Linked DNA regions of Sus scrofa: region 2 is linked to region 1. The links are chromatin contacts, called in public Hi-C maps. All regions are on one chromosome and are shown on one strand. Each heading gives the region's core, a stretch centred on a gene start, on an enhancer-like site or on the middle of the called end of the contact. The rest is flanking DNA. Distances are from core to core; before and after follow the strand shown.

Region 1 (5,070 bases), core at 1,152-3,651:
TAGGGGTCTGGCGTTGCCATCAGCTATGGTGTAGGTTGCAGACTCAGCTCAGATCCCCAGTTGCTGTGGCTCTGGTATAGGCCGGCGGCTGCAGTTCCGATTGGACCCCTAGCCTGGGAACCTTCAAAGGCCATGGGTGCGGCCCTAAAAAGACAAAAAGACCAAAAAAAAAAAAAAAAAAAAAAAGAATATGACTGCAGCAGCTCAAGTCACTGCAGAGACGTGGGTTCGGTCCCCAGCCCAGCACAGTGGGTTAAAGGATCTGGTGTTGCCTCAGCTGTGGAGTAGGTCACAGAGATCTGATTCAGTCCTTGGCCAGGGAACCTCCACGTGCTGTGGGTGTGGCCATCAAAAAAAAAAAAAAAACAGCAATACTATTGCTATTTATTTAATGCTTTAATTTAATTTATTTAATGCTTCGCTATTCTGAAAATAGTTTCAAAAACACTATCTCTTCCGATACAGCCACCCAATAAAATATGTAGGTTTGCTATCAATAACCTTGTGTTAGAGATAAGAAAACTCAGGTCGCAAACGCTTCCATGACTTTCCAAAGGTCACAGGGGAACAAGGCGGCAGGGTAGAGCTTCAACGTTAGCCTGCTGACTCGAAATCTTTAGACCACTGCATTGATTATTATTTTGTATCGCCTTTTTTGCATGGGGAATGGTGCCTAACATTCAGGATGACTGTGATGGTGTCGTCTGGGTGCTGATTAGCAGACTTAGTCTTATAGGGATCATTTGGGGAAGAGAAGAGGGGCAGTATTTCTTTCCAAAGTGAGTTTGTGCTCAGTCCTGCCTCTCCCTGTGCACAGCAGCAGTGAGTCCTGAGCAGAGGACACAGGCCTGTCTATTTCGTTTGTTTAGAAATCCCAGCCACTGGGGGAAGAGATCATTAAAGGGCTGTGAGTAGGAGCACCTTGGGAGTGGAGGCTATTTCTATCTCCGCTACTAACCGAGTAGTAAGACCTTTGGCAGGTCCCTGCCCCGTCTCTGAACTCAGAGTCCTCATTCATAAAACGAGGAGGTTGGAATGTATTATCTCATCGCTACCTTCCAACTTGAACATATATTTACGATTCTACCATACAGGTGCTCAGTCCTCTATGTGCCAACCTCAAGACTGCATGTATTCCTAAATGCAGGCTTTTCACATTCTTTCCAAGATAATGAAGCGCACTAAAAAAATTTTATAACACTTCCAGGAGAGGCTGAGGCAACACTCCCAAATCAAACACATTAATATTTCTCCAGTAAAATACAAGGCTGGTCACGCTTGGCGAAATAAATTAAGAGGATTAACAGCCTTGCGTCAGTTCAGGGAAGATTTTGTTGCCAAGGGAATTGGCCACAAACACAAACAAGCAAGAAACTCTGTGGGTTCTCAGACCACTGTGAACTTCAGAATTGTGGATAGGCAATTGTGTATATGTACTCAATTCTGATTATTGGTCATTCATTAATAAATCATGATGTAGATAAGTGAAGTCTGCTAAATAAGCCTAGGGTGTACTTTTTTAACCCTTCTGGAGATATGGTTTCATTTAAAAAAATAAAAATTCTTTTCTTAATATTTATTCTTTGGGTTTCCAAATTTCAAAGCTAAGACAATAGGCATTTTTTTTCAGGCCTATATTTCTATTCCAGTATTTCATTATGATGCAAAAAATTATTATCTCAGGTAACGTGTCTGGGAAAAGTATAAATGAAAATGAAAACAAACTCCTTTTTCTTATGTGAAAGCGTAGAATAAATTTCATGAAAATAGTAACTGAATGAAAACTTATCCAAAAACATGTGACACAATTTAACAAATAATGTTGTTTGTTTTGTGTTCTATTAATTAGGGTCATGTTAACCTGACGTTTGGCCAAATATAAAAGGGGAACAAAATTCAGTAACTTCTGTCCCCAGAACAGTGCTCCCAGAAAGCTCCAGGCATTCTCGGTTCTCACGTCAGGTCCTCACATTGAACCTGAGTCTCCCTCCTGCAAGGTCTCCGTTTCCCAAATAACTATTAATAGCGCTGCCAACCGTGGCACCTTCCTTCACTCACTCAGCACTTTCTGTCACACATTAATGATACTCCACAATGGAAAAACACCTCTGAACTCTGTTTAAATAAGTCTTTCCTGGGAGTTCCTGTTGCAGCTCAGCGGTAACAAACCCACCTCGTGTCCCTGAGGATGTGGGTTCGATCCCTGTGCCTTGCTCGGTGGGTTCAGCTAGTAGGTTCCAGATGTGGCTCAGATCCCGCATCACAGCGGCTGTGGTGTAGACTGGCAGCTGCAGCTCTGATTCAACCCCTGTGAACTTCCATATGCTCTATGCTTGACCCTAAAAGGACAAACAAACAAAAATTCTTTCCCAAGTTGAGCCTGTGTGCTCATAATACAGAAAGGGAAACTAGAGGTCGGGAGCCAGCAGCAAACATCATTCGATCTTTCCATTGGGAGTTGAGAGCAGAGAACAATCGTCTGGCACTTTCGGTGAGCAGCCAAATGCGAAGCTGAAACTTCGCAGGTGTCCAGCCCTAGAAACATAAGCGAGAGAAAGCTCTGGGGGAGGGACAGAGGGAGGAAGGAGAAGAGGGAGGGAAAATTTTGTAGAATGGTGTTGGTTATGGACGTTTTCTGTGAAATACCCACCAGATCCAGTGTCCATTCCCGCTCATTCATGACTCTGATGAGAAGGAGGATGTCAGCCCATCCCTGTGCCAGGTGTGGGGAGCAGCGGGATGCACAAGACATTTGGACCTTAGAGCTCAGTGAAAGAAACCAACAGGAGGCAAGTGAGAAAAAAGTATAAACGCTATGAAGGAAAGCCACCGTGTACTCACAGGCCACATACCTTGTAGAGGATGCTTCTGATAGCATTGTGGGTGGAGGCCTTTCTAGGAGGGGAGGGCTAGACTGAATCCTGAAGGAGGGCAGTAAGTCAGCCCCAGGAGGCACGCCCAGGGCCAAAGCCACGGAAGGGAAAGGCCTCGGAAGAGAAAGGAGGTAGGGGGATGAAGTGGGAAAAGAGGCAGGATCTGGGGCTGCGGGGCCTGCAGGTCACAGGAGGAGACTGTGCTTATGGCAGGGACAACAAGAAGGCCCTGCAGGGCTTCAGGAAAGAATGATAGGTTTCATATTTTATTTTATTTTTTAATTTTTTTGTCTTTTTTGCCTTGTCTAGGGCTACTCCCATGGCATATGGAGGTTCCCAGACTGGGGGTCTAATCGGAGCTGTAGCCACTGGCCTACGCCAGAGCCACAACAACACGGGATCCGAGCCGCCACTGCAACCTACACCGCAGCTCACGGCAACGCCAGATCCTTAACCCACTGAGCAAGGCCAGGGATCAAACCCGCAACCTCATGGTTCCTAGTCGGATTCCTTAACCACTGCTCCACGATGGTAACTCCCAGATATCATATTTTAAAGCAAACATGTCAGCTGCCTTGTGAAAAATTGATTGGGAAGGGTCACGGGTGGAAGTGAGAACACTAGTTAGAAGGCTGATGTGGGCAAGGATATTGTGAAAATTTAAGACTCTTCTAATACACTGTGACTAAAGGCTGGTTGATGAGAGGATGAGGTGTTACCTTTTCATGTCATCGTCCTCCAAGCGTTATGGTTCTTAATCACCTTTTTGTGTATCTTTCTATTTTGTCAACGTGCAAGCTCTGTATGATTTTAAAAAACCATATTTATTTCTGGGTGTGGATACTTTTTTATAATTTAAATAGAAGACATCCACAAAGACCATATTGTTAAAGACCTAAGCATCCACACTGCCCTTGGGTGAACAGTTCCTTTTTAACTTGTCCACATCCTAGAGGATATTCAAGACATAATTTGTGCTTCCTTTCAACCTTTATCATCCTAGGTTGAAAGCTCTGTCTCATATAGATGCCCCTTTATTATTCCATCCATGGCCAGTCCTCATACCTCTCTTTTTTTCTAAGTTGACTAATGGGTTTTCTTGAGATGTAGAATTAGCACTGCATCTGAGAAGCCAGTCTTGATTCCTGTGTTTTATTTTCTTTCCTTTAGAGCAAATTTTTACCTTGTATTATGTTTCAGTGAGTCAGCAGTTTGTTTCAGCTCAGAGCCGTAGAGGGTGAGGGCAGTATCTGTCGTTTTGTGTGTGCTCATGTGTGGGGATGTGTGTGTGTGTGTGTGTGTGTGTACACATGTGTGCATGCTGGCTTTAATGATCATATTGTTAGAATTCTTACTCAGGTTTTCATATGTCGATACCCACTTTCATCATCCTGTTAAGACTCTGCTGTCATGGTTGGCTGAGTGGTCTCAATGGTCTCACCAGTGAAATGTGGTTAAATAGGGGATTTTATTAATTATATGTTGGTGTGTAACCATTTTCCAAACCCAGCAACTGACAACACCAAGAAAGATTATTATCTCACAGTTTCTATCAGTCAGGAATTTGGGAGCAGCTTTAGCTGGTTGGTCCTAACTCAGGGTGTCCTGTGAAGTTGCAATTCAGATGCCTGCCAGGGCTGCTGTCACCTAAAAGCCTGAAGCTAAAAGTTCTGCTTCCAGGAAGCCTCATTCACATGTTTGCAAACTGGCTTTTGGCAGGAGGCCTCAGTTCTTTGAGGCTGCTTGAGTGTCCTCATGACATGGCAGCTGCCTTCCCCCAGAGGTAGGAAGAGAGAAAAAGGCAGGGAGTTCTCATCATGGCTCAGTGGTTAAAGAATCCGACTAGGAATTATGAGGTTGCAGGTTCAATCCCTGGCCTCGCTCAGCGGGTTACAGATCCGGTGTTGCCGTGAGCTGTGGTGTAGGTCCCAGACGCAGCTCGGATCCCAAGTTGCTATGGCTCTGGCGTAGGCTGGTGGCTACAGCTTCAATTGGACCGGCCCTAGAAAAGGCAAAAAGACAAAAAAAAAAAAAAAAAAAAAGAGGGAAAAGAAGCCACAATATCTTTTTTTTTTCTTTTTATTTATTTATTGATTGATTTATTTTTGGTCTTTTAGGGCCACACTGGTGGCATATGGAAGTTCCCAAGCTAGGGGTCGAATCAGACCCCTATGCCACAGCCACGCCAACAAGGGAT
Region 2 (5,070 bases), core at 1,798-4,297, 130 kb before region 1:
CTGCTGATACAGAGGGCTGACTGTTTTCTTAACCTATCGAAAAAATTTTTTTCAGGATTCCTTGAAAATGCTAATTCCCTCACTGAATTGAAAATACTGTTAGACTTTATTATGACCACTTGAAGAGTCCCTCTCTGTTTTTTTTTTTTTTTTCCATTAATGTCATGCTTCTTTCTAGAACAGAGTAAAGTATTCTGATATTATAAAGACCTTTTTCTCTCTAGAGCTATCATACATTCTGACTTAATCTATCTATATATGGTAGGGCAGTACATTTCCTTCCAACCTTTAGTGGGGTAAAGTTCACTTATCTTCTAATCTAGGAAATGAGTTAACTCTGAACAACCTCTGGTACTCAAAAGAACCATGACTGTACTTTGGAATTAGCAGTCTTTATTTCATAGTTTCTTATTATCACTGCAAAATGATAGTATAGCATATATTCCCAGTGTTATGTACTTACTAATGGAATTTCATTGTTTTAAAATCTATTATTTGATTTTGACCTGGCCAACACAAATCAATTTTTTCCTCTGGAACATCTAACCACAGTGTTCTGTTAGCCTCCATGCAAAAGTGTGATGGACTTATTGAAAGATAGTCCCAGTTAATAGTTCTATGTCATCCGTAAGAAATCAGTCAGTTTTTCCAAAATCTATCTGTAATATATTTTAAGTAAAGGAGAATGTTGCATCTCAAGGCCTCAAGGTTTGTTTTACTATGGTCCATAAATCATTTTACTAAATTAGTTTGAAAATCGTTTTTCTAATATATGAGGTGATTGTTAGGATATACTACAAAATGTAAAGTTCTTGGCATAGTGTATTATACATAGTAATTATTCCATAGATGGAAGCTCTTGCGGTTTTTTTTTTTTTTCTTTTTTCAATTGTTCTGTGCTTCTGTCTTGCTTCACATGCTATGAAAAAGAGCTGATGAGTTTGGGGAGGTGTCTCCCACCTGTAGTGCACAAGGTTTGCTTGGCTTGATCAGCAGAGCTACGGAAGAGAATGCCTCTCTTTGGTACATAGAATTCACTGAATATGGAAGGGGTTTGGCATTTTTATTTCATCTCTGTGAAACAATCTTTAGTCTTTCAAATATCTTTGTAAAAAATTACAGGCAAGATAGAAAAGAATGATGGTATTTATTACCAATAGAAACAGTCTTATTTGAACATCCTATGTTGAAATAACTACTTAATACAGTGACTCATAGGAGCTTTCTAGTGGTAGGCAAATGAAAACAAAACAAATGAAACAGCATTTAATTTGTTAGGCAATAGTGATATGCCTTTTATTGGTTGGACTCTGATAAACACCTGACAACAAATGGTACTTTACCCGAAGAGACACGTATCATGCACCACATAGTCTAACCATAAACATGTCACTGTGAGCCTCAAGTGGAATACGAAAGGCAGTTTTCACATGATTCCAGGTAGTCCTTAATTTGAATAAGTAAGTATTTAAAGCTTAAGTGACTATAGTGGCTTCGTGTTACTGTGCATGTAATGCAGAAATTGTGGGAATACACAAAAATCTATTCAAATGTAAAGCACTAAAGCGCTTTTCACATTACCTTGTATTTGTAAAGCCCACTATTCATAAAAACATTTCTTCAACAGTTAATTTTCTAAGACCATTTTCTGTTTACCCCAAGACAAATTATTTATATCTTTAAGGTGATAGTCACAACCAAATATTTTTTGTGTAGGTAATTTAGCCAAGATTTATATATAAAACAGGTTAACAAGTGAAATTCTAATCTCAATAGACAGTAAAGGTGAACAATTTCCACGTTTAAGATCTTTATATAAAACATAATTCAAGGAGAAATACGCTTAACTCTGGAGATTTTAAAATTTTAGATTTCATCTTGTAGCCCTTTCTATCAAGTTGACTATCTTTTACCTGGGTTGTCTAGAAGATTTGAACTTAAGGTTAGGATTCTAGAAGAGGCTTTAGAGAAAGATGAGGGTAAAATTAAGACCCTCATTCTATGCTTAAGAACCCATTTTATGGCTATAAGTATTTTCTAGTTCATTCAAATAGCCCTTTGCCAGCACCTTATTCGTTCCTTTGCCAAAACATCCCCATATGCTCCCCACAACCACCCTGTTTCAATAGGTTTTGTTCACATCAGGTTTATATTGCAGGAGTTTCCAAGGACAAAAGTGGGTTTCATTCGTGTGGCTCCACTCACACTAAGTTACTTGCTTTAATTGTAGAGAAGTTTCCTAATTAATTTTCCGCAGCAAAATTGTTAAGGGCTGGAATTCCCCTCTTGAATTTCTTCCTAGAATTAGGATTCAGAAAGCACAGGGGATTCCATCCAGTTGGTTTGGGGACTCAAGATAAGTGTTTCTTGTCATAGGGGTAGTTAGAGGTCTACTGTGATAAACTCAACTGCTTGCTAGTGTGCTAATAATGACAGACACATAAGAATCACACGTAAGGAGAATCATCTAGGTTTCAGAAATCAGTTTTATCATTTTAACATTATTTTGAAGGGATTGGTGGTGGAAGTAAAAATTTTTAAATTTAAATCCTATAATTCAGAATGATTTTTTAATAATAGCATACACATGGTATTAAAAAACTCCAGATGACCATACAAGACAATAAAATTCAATGAAATGTATTTGAGTTTGCAATTCCTCACCACCTTCCCACGTAAAGTGGTAAATGTGAAGACAGGCATTTGATGTTACGGGAATGAGGATGATTTATGTTTGGAGCAGAAAAGTATCATCATCAGTTTTCCTTGAATGTCTATCAGTACTTCTGAATTTAAAGGATGGTAGACTGGTTTACTTGAACTCTCAAAAGTGACATTTTTTTCTTGGTCTTCCTTATTGAGTAAAGAATAAATAAAAAGAGTGAGAGATTGGAAACCGGAGCCCACCAAAGTTTAATCATTAATAGTGGGCCCTTCTGTGAACTTAGGTCCTGATTTTGGAGTTTGGAATCTGACCTTTCCCCCAAAGATAAACATTGTTGCAGGTTCGAGGAGGGTCACTCCCTTGCTGCCACCGCAAGAATCCACTTCTCAGTGACTCCTCGCTTGGAACTGGATGCACTAGAGGGGAGCTGGTCAATATGATTCTTCTTGCTGTGCTTTTTCTCTGCTTCATTTCCTCATATTCAGCTTCGGTTAAAGGTACGTTCGTGTTGCCTTTTGCTAAACTATAATTTTAATCCTTGAGGGGGAAAATTGTGTGGGTGGGTGGGTGTGTGTAGTGTAGTGAGAGAGTCCTAACTAACTCTTTAAGCCATCTTCAAAACCATGGAACTTTGGAATGTTGGTGAAGGCAGGACTGGGTTGGAATGAAAATCAAATTCAAATTCCTACATACATTAAGAAAACAGAGGCTCCTTTTAGTTTCTTGCTTCATTCTCTCATTCATGGTGTATTTTTAAAAAGGGAGAAAAAAGATGCCAGCTATTGTTACCTTCTGCTGTTGGTCACTCAATGAATGCAGCTCCTTCATTTGAATTGTAAAAGTGGGCTTAAAAAACCAGTTCTTAAATTTCCTTCTAGTTGCTTAGCAATGGGACATCAAGAAGAATTAGATCCAATGAAAAAGGCATTTGACTTGACAGAGAATTATGAATGAAATGGTAAAGTCTGTATTTAATTCCATTACCATTCAAAAGAGAATTATCACGGTTATGAATTACAGAAAATAAAACGACATGATATAGATTTTAAGAAATAAGACATTATCTTTGGAAAAATAGTGTTAGTCATTTTAGATTCTATTTCAAGATAAAACTGATTTTAAAACACCTAAGGATTGATATCTTTCAGAGGAAATAAACATTTTATGAGTAATGGTTTCCAAAAAACTGTATGCAATGTATTCATAGGGAATCTTGTTTTAAGTCAATTCATTTATATATGCGGTGAATTTCTAGATGTTGTACCTGTAAAATGATCACTTTTTAGAGTCTCTTAAGATAATTCACCATGAATGCCAGTTGATCTAACACATAACTCAGCATGATAGGATGCGATTTCACTCACTGTGAACCCTAAGTAACTGATATAAACAATTCACTTTTAAACTTATAAAGCCCTTTAGGGATAACTGGCTTTCTTTTTTTCATAAAGTTTATCTCAAGATTTTTTGCGTTGAAAATTTCCACTTGAGGACAAGAGACCATCTTTGTTACCAGAACAATAAATGGGGACTAAATTATTTCACCCAAGCAAATCACACTTTAGGTTCTTGAACTAAAGAACCTGAGATAATATATATATATTTTAGTAGTTTCTCAAGTATTTTGTATTTAAACGTACAACCCTTAGTTGGATGAAAACAAATTTTAATGAGAAAAAGTTTTGTAACTTACACTTGATAGGTAATTGTTATACAGAGAGCTTACTATTTTTGTTATCTGTCAAGTACACTGTTGAATATTTGAAATACGATTGATTTATATACCATGAGATAAGACCTTATACCATGATTTTACAAAAAACAATTGAGATATAGTAGCTATTGTGGTGTTCTCTTTTTTTCCCCACCTTGCAAGTGAGCACATTGGATAACTTGATGTTTTTAAATACATGCTCTTATAAAGATTTAAAAATACACACACACACACACACACACACACACATGACAATGGACAATGGCATGCAGGGAGCTATGACCTAGAACATAACAGAGAGCTACAGTTTGTTGTATAAGCTCAGTGGCAAACCCAGAATTTTAGATCCTGAAGCTTATGCAATTTAGGGGCAAAATTTGAGAAAAGATAACAAAATACCTTACTTTTTGCAAATGTTACTGAAAAAAGATACGGCGTATGTACACAATGCCAAAGGCTCCCTTCCAAGCCTGGGTTTAAGTGTCATTAACTTCACAGTACAGCTGCCTATTCCAAAAATCATGAATAAAAAGTACAGGACTTGACAGCTCTCTGTCTCCCTAGATTTGGTAATTTCCTGGTTTATAGTACCGTGGTTAAATTATAGATTCCTTACCATTTGTAACGACTGACATTTAATAAGCAAACTACTTATGAAGAGTTTACTTTAAAATCAGGCCATTATAAATTT

Evidence for each region. Hi-C and Micro-C count contacts between places; a contact is called where the count stands out from the background.
Region 2: a contact with region 1 is called in a Hi-C map of liver, with 1.6 times the contacts expected there. The contact joins the promoter of MTTP here to the enhancer-like site in region 1. A contact is called at or near these places in 1 of 5 promoter capture datasets (liver), 6 of 47 Hi-C or Micro-C datasets (heart right ventricle, liver and skeletal muscle) and 2 of 2 datasets of contacts at active chromatin or transcription factors (alveolar macrophages and skeletal muscle).

The regions. Positions count from the first base shown.
Region 1 is chr8:120,740,247-120,745,316 of Sscrofa11.1, reverse strand. The region is part of intron 1 of LOC106507156 (a long non-coding RNA gene); the gene reads left to right. Among named protein-coding and RNA genes, the nearest start is that of DAPP1, 41 kb to the right of the region's middle. Within about 2 kb of position 2,401, at least 4 of the 83 cell types and tissues checked have an H3K27ac peak or open chromatin away from gene starts, as enhancers often do. A contact at or near this core is called in liver and skeletal muscle, where this site is marked.
Region 2 is chr8:120,869,445-120,874,514 of Sscrofa11.1, reverse strand. It overlaps MTTP (microsomal triglyceride transfer protein), which reads left to right and starts at 3,047. Exons shown (of 18, transcript NM_214185.1): 1 at 3,047-3,162. The coding sequence starts at 3,102.